Linked DNA regions of Mus musculus: all the other regions are linked to region 1. Evidence: chromatin contacts called from public ChIA-PET and promoter capture Hi-C data. All regions are on one chromosome and are shown on one strand. Each heading gives the region's core, a stretch centred on a gene start, on an enhancer-like site or on the middle of the called end of the contact. The rest is flanking DNA. Distances are from core to core; before and after follow the strand shown. Region 1 holds the start of Agl (amylo-1,6-glucosidase, 4-alpha-glucanotransferase). Region 2 overlaps Cdc14a (CDC14 cell division cycle 14A). Region 3 overlaps Cdc14a (CDC14 cell division cycle 14A). Region 4 holds the start of Cdc14a (CDC14 cell division cycle 14A).

Region 1 (3,475 bases), core at 340-2,839:
TATTTCACAAAATGAAACCTCCAAAGTTGAGTAGAATTAACAACACGTGAAAAATTTAAGCACTTTCAGAAGGATAAATCACCGCTATCTACTTGAGACATTAGACATACCATGTGAGTTGTGCTGGAGGCAGGACAATGGGAAAGGCTAGTTTTGCAGCCCTGGAGAACAGCTATCCACTGGGGAGCAGCAAAATGAGCTGGCCAGAGGATAGTGTGATGAATCTGTACCAGATAAAGTGTCAGAGCGTGCACCCATGCTCCACATTTCAGATGGAGAAGTTATGGATCAGAACGCTTTGGGTAATCTACATTTAAAAAAGAAAATCAGAGAAACCCAACATACAGCGATAGAGTGTGGTATCTGAGTCACCGGCTCCCATTCTTCAACCCTCCCCAAACGAAGACCTGCTGGGTTCATTAGTCTAGCAGGCAGCCTTCAACTGGGGGATTTCATGGTCAAGCAGGAGTTTGTAGCCAGTTCACAGAGGGCGCACTCTGGCCTCCACACTTCCTAGGAACACAGCAGAAGAGACGCCTAAGGGAACATCAGACCTGAAGGAGAAATCTTGAGATGACTGTCACAGAAAAACCAGAACGTCTTTATAAGCTAGAATGCACACTCATTCTTCCATTTTACCAAGTCCTTATTGATATCAAGCCACGGAAAATAATGCCAACCTTAGATGAAGGGTTTAGTGAACCAAAATCATCGGGAATGTACTTGAAATCACATACACTCCGTTGTTCATGAAGCGGCTTTAAGCATGTTACTTAACCTTTGAGGGAGTCTGTTTCCTTGTCTTTAAATCAACGGTAACCAAATAATAATAATAAAAATAAATAAAAAATAAAAATGCATGTTTGCTGTGACAAAACCCTGAACCAAAAGCAAGTTGGGGAAAGAAAGTGTTTGGCTTACACTTCCTGGTCACAGTGCTCTATTGGAGGAAGTTAAAGCAGGAACTCAACGAGAAAGACCCAGAGGCAGGACCTCAAGCAGAGACCATAGAGAAGTGCAGCTTGCTGGCTTGCTCCTCCCGGGCTGGGCCGCCTGTTTACCTATGGAACTAAGGCCCATCTGCCCAGGGGTGGCCATGCCTATTTTCCTCCCATATAGCAACCATAAAACAAGAAAATGCTCCCATGCACAAGCCCACAGGCCAATCTGATGGAGGCAGTTCCTTAGCTGAGGTCCCCTCTTCCCAGCGACCAGTGTGTCACAAGGTTAATGAAGCCAAGCAGGGAATTTTAAGAAACTTGGTTTTCCCAACTTTGCATTTTCTTCCCAGAAAGAACGTCCCTAACTAAACATTATCCCAGCTCTTCTTCGCTCTTGAACTCACTTTTCCTAGAGAGGCAGAGCGATCGCACATCAGGGCAATGACAGTTCCCAAAGCCCAGACCCCCTCAAACCCACAAGCCGTGCCCACCTCTCGCGAGATCAGTGGTCTGTGCTAGCGGGGGCGATGGCTCCCGGAAGTGGGCGGGGAGGCAGGGCCACGCCCCCCAGGCTAGTCCGGGGCCCAGCGGAGTCGGCACGTCCTCCGGCCGCGGGGGGCGGAGTCTCGGCGGCCCTGGCCTGTCACTGTCCCCTGGCCCGGGTCCCGGCGCCCCTCCCCGTGCCCTTCACGGCCGCCCTGCCCTCCCCGGGCCGCCGCTGCGTCCGGCGTTCCCGCTGTACCCGGCTCCGGCTCCCGCTCCCGACGCCGCACGTCTATCCCGCTCGTAAGTGCCTGGAATGCGTCCGTCTCCGGACGCGCATTCCTTCTATCTATAGCCGCTCTGTACATCGCATGCCACCGCCGCCGCAGCTATTCCCGGGACAGCAACTGCTAACCTCTCCAATCACCTCCCTATTGGTGGCTTCAGACCCGAATTTGGGAACTGGGCGCTCTTCCACCTGTTCAGCAGCCTGATCTGCTGGAGGCTACAGTGCCATTTGGAGTTTTCAGGGCCCCCTGGCTCAGGAACGGAATTTATGCCACTGAACTCCAGGGTTTTCGCGGATGCATTGCTTTTCTCTGAGAATGCTTTAGGGGTTTTGTTGGTCTGCTCTGTTTTGAACTGAGTGTAAGACTCTACATCTTTGCTTCAGGCTTTCTTATTCTGCTCCAAGAGAGAAGAAACTTCTCCCTTGTTGGGCTTTACTGACAAGATTTTGCTCTTTCTCATTGCTCTTCTTGGCTTTAAACCTATCTAGGACATGTAAGTGCCGCTGTCAACTCCAGAGAGTTTTAGGTCATATTTTCTTTTCTTTTCTTTCTTTCTTTCTTTTTTTTTTTCTTCTTCTTCTCCTTTTTTTTTTTTTTTTAAATAATTCCACTTTGTTTTATAGGGGTAACTCATTCCACTTTGGAGTCCTTTTAGTTCTACGGAAAGAGTTCGAATCCTCCAGAAGCCAAAATGGAACACAGTAAGCAGATTCGAATTTTACTACTGAACGAGATGGAGAAGCTAGAGAAGACCCTCTTCAGACTTGAACAAGGTCCGTTGCAAGTTGTTTGATTAGCTCTTTTTATGTCTTTTAATGCATTGGCGTTCTATTAGATTTTTTTTTAACTTAAAATTAGGGACTGGGTGTTGGCAGGTAGAATGCATGCTTAGCATAAATGAGGCTGTAGATTCAGTCCTCTGCATGAACAGACACACACACACACACACACACACACACACTCGCGCACTCAAATAACTTTAAGTTAGCTGAAATTTCATAGATCTTGATTTGTGCCAAAATGGTAGGTACATTGGTGGTGAGGAATGAATGTTGATTAAGAATAGACCTGTCACGTTAGCACAAAGATAGCTCAGCTCATCTTGCTGCAGACGACCACCGGAGGCAGACACTACAGGTTATAGGAAGTCCCTCGTGGGTAGAACTTGTGCCTAGCCTGGGTTCAGTCCCTACCTTAGGGAGAAAAAGAAGTGGTAGAGAGTGCGTGTGCAGTTAAAAGATTGAGCATGTTATTAGTAATAGCATTTATTGTTATAACTCGTGAAATCATATATAATGTAGCTTTGCATATATCTGTAGGGTGGCTTTTCAGAGCAAACTCTTTTCCTCTATTGAGCTTCAGCGCTGGGAGAGTAGAGTACAGCAAAAGGCGTAGTGAGCTTGCTAACCCTATCAGGAGCCTCTCAAGCAAGTAGAAGATGAAGCCAAATAAAAAGTGGAAAAACCTCTTCGGTGATGTTGAAACATGTTGGAGCCATCACTTAAAGAACTACATTGAGCTAGGGATATAGCTAAGTGGTATAGGACTTGCCTAATACAAGCAAAGTCTTGGGTTCAAGCCCCAGCATGACAGAAAAATGTAACTAAAGGTAAGATCAAAGATCAATTTGCAGGACTATCAGACACGCTAACTGACGCTTTACATTCAATACTGAAAACAGTCCACTGATAATTTATAAATATAACTTGTAAAATACAAGGAGGAAGTTTTTTTATGCATCAAGACAAAAATCAGTCTCCT
Region 2 (3,475 bases), core at 527-3,026, 470 kb after region 1:
TTGTAACCAGGGACTCTCTCTCTCATCAAGTCCCTCCGTAGGGGGAAACCTTTGCCGTCCAGACCCTCTGCCTAAGTCTCCTGCAGAAGGCCCCTCAGTGCTCCCAGACACTTGCCGCTTAGCTAAACTGGAGTCCCGCTCTCCTCCGCCTGGGCTCGTCATCCTCAGCACTCCGGCCCCCTCTGTTCCTGATCTGATGTCAGGGAGTTAGGGAACCCCAGCTTTGGCCTCAGCCTGTGTTATTTCTCACCCAGACTGGGGTCCCCATCTTAGGTTGCGTTCATCGGTGCTTCCTGCAAGCTCGCGGCGTAGGATAAAATGCAGCCTAGTTAGCATCCTGCATTTCGTCTGCTCATCAGAGTTCCCACACCCCAGCATCGAGACGGAACGCAGAGCCACAGTCTGCAGGTGCTCACTGGCCTAGACTGTTGAAACAATCTCTCAAATAACCCCGCCTTATCTTTCTCCCATGCCCACGGTCTGTCTTCCATACTGCCTTCTACTAACGTGCCTCTCACTTCCAGTTGTTACTAGTTGAGGGGACGCAGTCATCCCACATCGCGCACCCCCTTTCTTCCACCACACTCTCATTCAAAAGTAGAACCAAAGCCAGTCTGGAGCTTGATGGTGATCTGGCACCAAAGCATGGAAACTTGATTTTAACCCAACAGCTCAAATATTGACTATGCTTTCAGCTCATAAAGGGTCCAGCTTCATGGCATTATTTGTGTTTATGGAATAAAGCTGTCCTGTCAGTGTGAATTTATTGATTCAGAGGTTAAGGAAAATGCCAAAACATCTTTAAAATGAATTTTTGAAAAGACATTGAAGTTTTTGTCTTAGTTTTTGAAGCATTCTTTCTGCCGGCCTTCTGGCTGATGAGTATTTTGGATGGTTTACGGCAAATGTGGTGCAGTTTTTCCTTAATGAAAAAGGTCGCAGCTCTTTCCTCTTAGGCTTACTTTGGGAATGAAATGAGCTACATAGGGTACTGTTCTGCAGAGTGGGGATGTAGTTCCTGTTTGCCTTCATCATAACTGATGTTTGTCAATCCCAAATAAAAGCACTGAGAATCCCTTTTATTATTTTGTGCATAGCAACAAGTCACAGTCTTTTTTTTTTTTAAGGTTTATTTATTATTTTTTTTATGTGCATTGATGTTTTTGCCTGCATGTGTGTCTGTGTGAGGGTGTTGAATCCCCCGGAACTGGAGTTACCGAGAGTTGTGAGCTGCCATGTGGGTGCTGGGATTTGAACCCAGGTCCTCTGGAAGAGCAGCCAGTGTTCTTATCTGCTGAGTCATCTCTCCAGCCTAAAGTTATAGTTCTTGACTTGTTTCCTGGGAAATCGTGTAGAGTGATGGAAAACACATATTGCCAGCCTAGACAGCTTTTATTGATAGTCTTGCCATCAGCCCCAGGGGCTTTCTGTGTTCACTGTGGACCTATGATAACGGCAAAAGTCCAAATGTTTGTGCTTCTGTGATCAGTACACCACAGACATAAATATATTCTCTGCGAGTATAGAAACTGATACTTTCCAGTCAGATTCCATTCTAGGAACAGCAACTTGGCTGTTCAAGGGAAATCTGAAGTGGAGAATCTTAAAGTATGGTGCGTTACAGTATCTAAACACACCCATCGCAGGAATGAGACGTCTATCTTACAGTGTAGGTCACGTGCGGCTTTCTAACTGGTATCTGATGGGTAGGGAGCTTTACCTCAGCCGGGGCTAAATCAATGTTCACGTCTCATGCCTGCTTACGTGGTTTTTTTTTTTTTTTTTTTACAAAATGTGGTAGGGTTAGAAAGTACCTGAAGTTCCTGCCTGATCTGGATTCTTTGAAGTTTAATTAGGACAACAGATTTGTGTCATTTTAAATATTCTGTCATTGGCATGTTAGAATTGTAGAAATCACCGGGAAAGGGGCACAGATATAAAGTAACTTTTAGTTGCCTGATGCAATTGTCATCTCTGAGGCTTACTACCTCTGTCTGCTAACTTAGGCCTAGTCCTGGAAATTTCTAGCCTCTGGACAATCTAATCTAGAATGTTTTCAGCCTCTGAGAATTACTGTTGAATAAGCTCACCCCTTCCTAGTTCTTTCTGAATTCTGGCTAGCTGGCTCAACTCAGCAGTTCTGGCTCAAATGCCTCTTCAAGTTGACAGATTCGATTTTGCTCTTCTCTTGGCCTCTCCTGAATCGCTCCGCTTGGCCTCAAAATGACTTGGGCAATCTGTTCTAATCTTCTGGCTCCTTCTCATTCTCTGGCTCATTTTGTTTTGACCTGTGTCTAGCTTGTTCTCTTTTCAGCCAATCTCTGTAAAACCGTCCCAGTAAAGCTGCCTCCTCCTTCTGTCTGCACCTGTTCTTTCATAGCTTTCATTTCCTCTCTCTTTTCCCAAGAGTTGGGCTTATCCTCTTCTGTCAAATCTCTCTCTGATTCTCTATTGTCTGCCACACCATTAGATATCACTTTCAAACATGGGCACTTCTTAATTACAAACTAACTTTACCATCATCGTTTGGTATTAAAGGTGTGTGCTAAGGGCTGAGCCCCACCACAACTAGAAACAGATCTTTTCAGTAAATAACACAGTCTTGGGGTTTACAACATGATCAAGTATCTTGCAACATACAGATAGATCCTTGTTCTGGAACATTACCGGAGCAATCTTTTATGTATTAGGTCAGTTAAAAGCTGTGACCTTTCTTTCAAATTTAAATCTAAGCTCTCATTGTTTAACTTTAGCAACGTTTCCTAGGCTGCCAAATAGAGCCAGGTGTTCCCCAGTGTTCACCATTTTAGGTAGGAAGGTTTACCAACACAATTCTGTTGATTCTGTGAGTGAATTTATCTCACTGTCTCTATTCACATGATCGATTATAAAAGGTTACTATTTAACCAAGCAGATAACTATAATCAAAATGAACAGGTATAAATATATTCAATAAATTCATCTGTCCTCCTTAGTGGCCAAGAATACAGAAATAGTGGACACAGAAAGCCACTGTCTTCCACTATTGATCAGGGCATGCTTTTGTCTTTTGATAATTGAAGCTCATGTTTATTCTTCACTTTCTAAAGTAGATCATTCATTTAGACTTTTATTTAAACAAATTGTTTAATCCCTTAGCAATTGTTATAAAGAGATAGCTACACATCTGCTTATGCATCTCCAAGATTTATAGGGTGTTGTAGAGTGATTTTGTTTTTTATCTTTGGGTTACTATAGTGGATACACATTCAAGATGCCATATAAAGCTTTTTTAAAATACTTTTTTTTTTTTTTAACGATTGGAGAGATGTTATTATGTTTTAGGAATATAAATTGGCCAGTCAGGTTTTGGTTTTCATGGAAGTGACAGTGGATAACATAAGTGAGGTAGTGGCTCTGATTGCCTTGATGTTCTAGCGTATTTGATACATATTTATTTTGTACTTGCCAAAGAGTCCAAGCTCTAATTGGCTTA
Region 3 (3,475 bases), core at 583-3,082, 430 kb after region 1:
TGTCAGAAACACCTGTAAATAATCGTAGTCAGAGCTCATATTTAGTGAGTTTGAATCTTAAGCAAGCAGGTCTGGATGGCTATATCTTGAAACAGCTTCAAAGTTTTCGTTGTTGCCTGTGAAGTGTACTGAAAACTGGGAGCATCTCCTGCATTGAAAAACTGGATATATGCAAGGGATGCTCTATGGGGTCAGAAGCATGTTAGCCTTGATGTTGGCATTATCCGTGGTTCCCGTATCAGTGACTCTTTGTTGAACCAAGATAAGAATTGTCTGTATTGGAATTATGGGAAATTCTCTGCCTTGATCCTTTTCCTGTCCTCTGCCCCTTCCTCATTTCCCTTTCACTGGTAAACCGGGGCTTCAAGTCTTGATGCGACAGAGACGTGAGGGAGAACAGCTGACCATGGGGCGAGGATGGATATGTCTGCTGGATTTTTAGAAAATGTGATGTGTATTCACTAAAGTGAGCCGGAATGGGGGTCAGAGGTGAGGCAGGGTGTGTGGGGATGGGGGTGGGAATTCCTAGTAGCTACAAGGAAGGAAGATGTATTTTCTATAAAGTAAGTGTGTGGTAAGGTAGGTCTGTGGTTGCCTTTACTTGTCTGTGTTCTCGTTTGTGGAAATTAGTGAGCGATGGCATGTAGGAACCTGCTTACTTCAAAACAAGACCTTTGCATGCTTAAGAGGGATCAATTCTTTTCTCTTCTTGAAGGACAATCTTGTCATGTGGCATTTGTTTGCAAAGTTCAGGCTAATGTACAGACAAATGACCACAGGATCTGTTCTGTAAACACCCACCTAGTGGGGCAAGCTCTTGTTTCTCCTGCATTCTCCAAGCAACAACTCTTTGGTAAACACTGGAAGAGAACAACCAGTTCCTTGTTTGAGTCCATTGTTAGTTTTCTCTTCTTGAGTAAGTTCAAAGAGAAGGCGCTTACACATTACCAGGCAGGAGCTGTGAGACCTGAGTTGTATGCAGTGTGGCTCTGCCTTGAAAGTTTGCCTTAACATCTCCCCCGCAAACTCCTCAAAACCCAGAGAAAACCAGGAGAAAGATATTTGAAAATGTTTTGAAATTGCTTATTATTTTTGAGATAAGGTCTTGTGATGTCACCCAGGCTGGCTTCAAACCTGAGCTCCCTGTGTCTTGATCTCTGAGTGCTGGTGTTACAGGCACACTCTGCTACATTCAACTAAAAATTTAACTTAGAGAACACTGTTGTTGTTTAATGTTCCTTGGTTACATGATCTGGTTACTGAATGAACACTGAGAGCCTGGTTTACCTTCTCCATTCCTGGCAGATCTCAGGCCATGGTTTGATGGAAAACATCCAATCTTGACTGGGCTCCATCTCTGCTTTGCAGCCCTCTTGCTGTGTGTGCTCAGAAAGTGTTTCCTTCCCAACAGTTCCCATTTGTTACCACAAGGAAAATCTCTCCTCTTATCTCTGCCCCACTTCTCATTGCCCCAGGTTTTAAATCAGCCTTAGATAAAAATGTCAAATATTAAGGAGAGTTATGCATTTTGAAATAGAATTGACATAAATATAATACAATACTGTTAAAACAATTGAAGTAGTTCAGATTTCAATGTAGAGTCACTGAGAATGTACTCATTCATTCCCTCACGGTTTCCTTATTTTTAAGATTTTACTTTTATTTATTATTATTTTGTGTGCGAGTGAGTGCGGGCAGGCACACATGTGCCCTGGTGAACTCCGAGGTTAGAGGTCAGAGGGCAACTTTGTGGAGTCTGTTTCTCCTTTCACTTTTACATGGTTTCTGGAGACTGAACACAGGTTGCCAGGTTGTCATCACTGGCTTCAACTTTGAGCTTTGATCTTGGGTAAAGTATATCCGGAGTTTGAGATATTTGCCTTTTTAAGTAAGCTTTGAAGTGTAGTTCATTTGTAAGTGAAAGAGTTATCATACAAAATGACAGATGTTTGAAAAACTTAAATGTTTAATCATGACTTACATCAGCCACTAGTATCTTGATCATAAACATGTTCTGATTTGAGCCTGATTTGAACCGAGTTTTACCTAGAGGTTGCCTTCTGACAGTGACTGATAGGTTATACACAGGCATATGCTTACCTGGGTATACATGTATGTAACATGTAACCTGTGGTTACTCCAGGAATATGAAGGACTTAGGTACTCTAGGGGCCACACATTTTCTTCCATCCCCCATTCTGTTTTTTTTTTTTTTTTTTTTTTCATGTGGAAGAGGTTTTATTGGGAGCGAGAGACAAGGTGGCAGCAGAAAGAGAAGAAGAGGAAAAGAGAGAGGGGAAGATTTTCTATTGGTGTGGTTTTCTTCGGTTTGCTTGGCAAAGGCTTGGCCTACGTCCTTATGATTTAACTGTCGGTGATGTGTGTGTTGGCACATGGGCTCGAATCAGGCATAAGCAGTCCACGGTGTCATTGAAACAGTTCTAGCAAGAGATGTGCGACTGTCCCAGTCGCATCATCAGCTCTGGAGAGACATCTATTCAGGCTGATTATGAAAATTCTGCTTTCCATGAAATTAAATGAGGAGACACATGTGGCTAATATCTGCAATCCTCCCAAAAAACAGCCCATCAAAGGCTCCCGCTAGCTCCACTCTGGTTGTATCCATGAGAGAGGTGGAAGGAGTGTTTCTCATCCAAATGAATTTTGAGATAAACACAATCGTGTCTGCTGCTTGTCATCTGTCTACTTAACCCAAACTCCAGATGAAAATGTAGAGATGTCATGAGGGCATTTCAGAGCAAACAGAACCTCAGACAAACAAACGAAGTCACAGCCCATTTCTATGAAGATGTGGGATGAAGGATTTTTAGGGTAGACGTAAGTGATGGGGTGGTGATGTGAGGCCCAATTCTGCTTCCCCCTTACGGTACATTGTGTCTCCATCTTTGTTAGGCAGTACTGTGTTCTTCGTTGCTGACTTCCTGGTCTGTGGTTTCTATTGGATTGGAAGGGTTTTCTATATACTGGCTTCAACCAGACTGCAGAAGATAAGATTCGGTCTTATTATTGTGTTTTAATTAGAATACCGAGCCTGGTAGATTTAAAGTAGACCAGACGCAGGCCGTTGGGAACACAGTGGGTTTCTGCTTCGTAACCACAGGCTTGCCTATTTAATGTCCTCAATTGTTCCACTCTGAGTATTTCTGCTTCTGTAAGTTAGAACAAAAGTGAAATTGTCTGTGCATCTCACAAATAAGTAGGTTTTTTTTCCTTTTTTTTTTTTTTAAATTATCAAGTTGAATGGAGTTATTGTTTTTCTTGTCACTGGATAGAATGGCAGGATATGAATAAGAAGAAAATGTTACAAAACATTAAAAATTTAAACATCACTGTTTGGGCTTGTTTATGACAATTAAAATTGAAATCTGTCTTCAGGAAATAGTTTACAAATTAAGGACCTTGACATTTAAAAAGTCTGAGAACCAAGTCTTAGGCACCAAGGACAAAGCTTAAA
Region 4 (3,475 bases), core at 259-2,758, 380 kb after region 1:
CCCCTCCTCCTTCTCCCTTTTTCTTTTTGGGAGGTCTTTGCTTTCAGGACTCTTAGAATATGTAATACACTTCAAAAGGGTTCAAGGCTCATTACAACTTTCAGGACTTTTACAGTTGTAAAGTCTGTTTCTTTTTCGGGGTTAACTTTTGAATGTAAGGAGAGGGTGTCTTTTTAACTCCCTTACCAAGGATGTGTTTGGCTAGAATTACCGAGATGCTCTGAATAACTTTCCAGTATATCAAAGTAGTATCCACTTAGTTTTGTGCTTGTTTAGCTTTATGGAAAGCCGGCAGAGCAGAAGAATGGCCTAAGAATTGCCTCCCTGGAGTCAGTGTTCCAAGTTGCTTCAGCCGGCACTTTGCTCGAGCGCCCCCTCTCTCCCTAGAGGTCAACACGCAACTGCGAGCTTTCAAAGGCTTGCACAAATCCCCGTTTCAAGGAGAAACCACTCAGAGCGCATGCTCTGGTGATAGTGGTTCAGTAGCGCCATTTTCGTAAGGGAAGGGCTGGCCACTAGTTCCGTCCCTAGGGCTCCCAGCATTAAAGTTCTCCAAACTGGATCAAAACGTTGCCGAACAAGTCCGGGGCCTCCTGGAGAGGAGCCTTTGTACTCCTTTGCAACGCTCCAGCCAAGACTACAGAAATCTTCTGTTCATTTCTCTTGTGGACAAGAGATCCTTTTCCCTCTTCTCCCTTCGCCTAGGATAGCCTACAGTCCGAGACTAGAGCCTTACACTTCTGGTGTAATTTTGCGCTCACACCTGTGGCCAAAATGAAAGGACTTGGAGAACTGGACGGGAATTTTTTTCCCCCTTGAGAACAAAGCCTAGGTGAGAGCAGACTCTAGTACTTACAGGGCATCAGTCCGTGTACTCAGGAGCTAGGAGGTATCGCTTCTTTTGAAAATTGGTTATAAAGACACAGATCCGATAGTGGTGAGAATAGGGGTTGGTGGAAAGATAGCTAGCGGTACGACCCGACATGGAGAAGGTCTGAGGTTTTTCAATGTGTGTGTCTGCGCGCGCGTGCGTGTGTGTCTCTGTGTGTGTGTGTGTGTGTGTGCGCGCGCGCGAGTTTAGAAGAAACTGAGTGAAGCAGGAAAGAGCTTGAGAGACAAAAAAAAATCTGGTGTGGAAGAAGAGCTAGCCGGTGCAGACGTGGAGACAGCATCTCAGCCCGCCAGGCAGTCGCAGCTTCCTGGGAGGCATTCACTCCTCTCTACCCATCCTTTTTCATTCATAAGTTTGTGGCTCCGCCTGACATCCACCCCACCCCCACCCCACCCAGGCAGAGGGCCAAGTTTCCTGTGTAGCAATTGGTGAAAGGCAACAAAGCCTTAGCAACTGGCTCCTAGTGACCCGCGGGGCGCCTGGTAACTGGGGCCCGAGGCCGGCTCAGAGAAAGGAGCCGAGCTGTCCCTTTAAGGGATGGCCGCGGAGTGGTGAAAGTGGAGGGGGACGAGGGAGGGCGGGGAGGCAGGTCTGGGGGCGGACCTAAGAGGAGGAGGAGGAGGAGAGGGAGGAAGAGTTGCTGCTGAAAGGAGGTGGCGAAGGAGGAGTCTGAGCAGCTGCTACTAGCCCCGCGGACACCTCCGGAGTCCTGCCCGCTGCCGCACGAGTGGCCACGGGCGCGATCCGGGCCAAACGTCTTGTCCTCCATGATCACTTTGGGAGCCGGGGAAAGACTTTGCCCGGCCTTGGGAGCTGGTGTGCGCCGTCCAGGTTTGGTGGAGACGGTGCAGCGCGAGAAGGAGGAGCTGCAGCTCGAGAAGCAGCAGCAGCCGCCGCCGCCGCAGAGTCCGGATCACAGCGGTTACAGCCCGGGGCGTGTGCGTCCCGCGCCCAGCGGGTTCGGTTCCCCACGGAATGTCCCCGGGGCGCCCCACGCGCTGACCCTGCAGCTGCCTCCGCCTTGGGCGACTGCCTCCTCCCTCAGGCAGGCTCGGTGATTGGGACCGCGAGCTCCCAGCTCTTGGGCAGTGGGGAAGCCCCCGGGGGCGGGTGACCTCAGCTGGCCACGACCCAGCCCTCCCCCGTGCGGATCTCGCTTAAGATGGCAGCGGAGTCTGGGGAACTAATCGGGGCTTGCGAGTTCATGAAAGGTGAGGAGCAGCCACCCGGCATCCTCCGGCCCTTCCACGCCACTCCCCCCCCCCAACTCCTCACGGCTCACCCCTTTGTCCCAAGCCTCTATGCTGGGTTTCTTTTCGGGCCCTGTGTCCCTCAGTACTGCGGCTCGGCGCTCGGGCCCCTTCTCGCTACTCAACTCCCGGAGGACCCCCTGCTTCCGGCTTCTTTTTTCGCGTTCTCACTCCCTCTGCAGCTTCCTCGTACCCGGACAGTGCAGGCTTCTCTGCTTGGGATCCTCCTGCAAACCTATCTTGGTGGGGAGCCTGCTGGTTTTAATCCTCCATCCGCTAACTCTCTACTTCCTCGGTGGCTGGCCCGTGTTTTTGGGACACCCCCTACCCCCAACCACACCCCCCTATCTTTCCTTCCTTCCTCTTGAAGTCTGCTAAGCTGCAGCGGCAGAAGCTCGCCTCTTTTCCCATTCCACCGCAGCTGAGGTCTGAAGGTTTCCGAACCAAACTTGTGTCTCCAGTTTTGCGGGTACCCACAGCTCCTGTCTGCACCCGCCCGCACGCAACCAGGGGGTGAGGGAACTCAGAAGATGCTCTGCCCCCTGCTGGGTCTTCTAGCCTCTTAGCAAGATGTGCTTTTGGGGCTCTGTAGCTTTCTGGAAGATCCTGTTTCTCCAAGAATCCCACGTGTTAAAGGTCTTTAAACGATGTGTAGCAGTTATTAATCCTTTGTGCATGATCTGCACTCTCAGTCTCGCGTCCCTGCTTCTCATGTTCTGTCTTTTAAACTTGTCTTTCAGATCGATTATATTTTGCTACTTTAAGGAATAGACCAAAAAGCACAATAAATATCCACTATTTCTCCATCGACGAGGAGCTGGTCTATGAAAAGTAAGTCCCCCCCTACTTTTTTTTTTAGCACCCCCTGAACTAGTTAGTTTGTTGGTTCTTTGATAATCGGGTTCCTTCACTTTTCCCAAAGAGTTCCGAAGGTATTACTAGCTTTCTATAGCTTGGGGAGGGATGCACACTGTACGTAGTTTGGTCCTGTTAACACTGCAGTCCTTTTAGAACTTCACGATATTAATTCTTCCTCCTCCCACAGCACGTCTGGGTTCCTCACACTCCCCAGAGTAGCACCAGGCCGTCATACCTGGTGTCATCACCAGACCTGTAATTGGCCTGTGAATCAGTCACTAGGTATTTGTGGGAGCACCCACAGGGTAGAGGGCAGTCAGTGTGTGTGTGTGTGTATACTACAGGTGCCGAAGCTTCACAGTGCACAAGGCTTCTGTTGTTTGGAAGGATGTTTTTGTTTGTGTAGCCAGTTTTCTGGAAAGTGGGACGCAGGACTGTGGGGAGCTGGATCCAAGTTACGTCTATGTGGAAGATT

Evidence for each region. Promoter capture Hi-C pulls out the DNA fragments that hold promoters and counts their contacts. ChIA-PET counts read pairs in DNA pulled down with a chosen protein or histone mark.
Region 2: a contact with region 1 is called in a promoter capture Hi-C map of liver, with 2.9 times the contacts expected there. The contact joins the enhancer-like site here to the promoter of Agl in region 1. A contact is called at or near these places in 19 of 39 promoter capture datasets (the 3T3-L1 cell line, the C10 cell line, the HPC-7 cell line and 10 more), 1 of 15 datasets of contacts at CTCF or cohesin (large pre-B cells), 13 of 115 datasets of contacts at active chromatin or transcription factors (the SCID.adh cell line, T-cell acute lymphoblastic leukemia, acute myeloid leukemia and 7 more) and 3 of 9 other capture datasets (adipose tissue, embryonic stem cells and liver).
Region 3: an RNA polymerase II ChIA-PET map of memory CD8 T cells shows a contact between it and region 1, with 14 read pairs. The contact joins the enhancer-like site here to the promoter of Agl in region 1. A contact is called at or near these places in 8 of 39 promoter capture datasets (the 3T3-L1 cell line, the C10 cell line, the HPC-7 cell line and 6 more), 4 of 115 datasets of contacts at active chromatin or transcription factors (bone marrow-derived macrophages, large pre-B cells, memory CD8 T cells and 1 more) and 1 of 9 other capture datasets (adipose tissue).
Region 4: a contact with region 1 is called in a promoter capture Hi-C map of pre-B cells. The contact joins the promoter of Cdc14a here to the promoter of Agl in region 1. A contact is called at or near these places in 18 of 39 promoter capture datasets (3T3-L1-derived adipocytes, the C10 cell line, the HPC-7 cell line and 11 more), 1 of 15 datasets of contacts at CTCF or cohesin (the NIH/3T3 cell line), 6 of 484 Hi-C or Micro-C datasets (embryonic stem cells, muscle stem cells, nephron progenitors and 2 more), 11 of 115 datasets of contacts at active chromatin or transcription factors (the 230-238 cell line, the SCID.adh cell line, cardiomyocytes and 7 more) and 3 of 9 other capture datasets (adipose tissue, embryonic stem cells and liver).

The regions. Positions count from the first base shown.
Region 1 is chr3:116,806,280-116,809,754 of GRCm38.p6, reverse strand. It overlaps Agl (amylo-1,6-glucosidase, 4-alpha-glucanotransferase), which reads left to right and starts at 1,589. Exons shown (of 34, transcript NM_001081326.1): 1 at 1,589-1,727; 2 at 2,338-2,487. The coding sequence starts at 2,406.
Region 2 is chr3:116,333,967-116,337,441 of GRCm38.p6, reverse strand. All of the region lies in intron 7 of Cdc14a (CDC14 cell division cycle 14A), which reads left to right. Among named protein-coding and RNA genes, the nearest start is that of Gm46839, 78 kb to the right of the region's middle. Within about 2 kb of position 1,776, at least 11 of the 459 cell types and tissues checked have an H3K27ac peak or open chromatin away from gene starts, as enhancers often do. A contact at or near this core is called in liver, where this site is marked.
Region 3 is chr3:116,373,033-116,376,507 of GRCm38.p6, reverse strand. The region is part of intron 4 of Cdc14a (CDC14 cell division cycle 14A); the gene reads left to right. Among named protein-coding and RNA genes, the nearest start is that of Cdc14a, 49 kb to the left of the region's middle. Within about 2 kb of position 1,832, at least 42 of the 459 cell types and tissues checked have an H3K27ac peak or open chromatin away from gene starts, as enhancers often do. A contact at or near this core is called in memory CD8 T cells, where this site is marked.
Region 4 is chr3:116,422,065-116,425,539 of GRCm38.p6, reverse strand. It overlaps Cdc14a (CDC14 cell division cycle 14A), which reads left to right and starts at 1,508. Exons shown (of 16, transcript NM_001080818.2): 1 at 1,508-2,103; 2 at 2,883-2,973. The coding sequence starts at 2,055. Gm40125 (a long non-coding RNA gene) reads right to left here and starts at 1,289. Exons shown (of 3, transcript XR_867571.3): 1 at 857-1,289.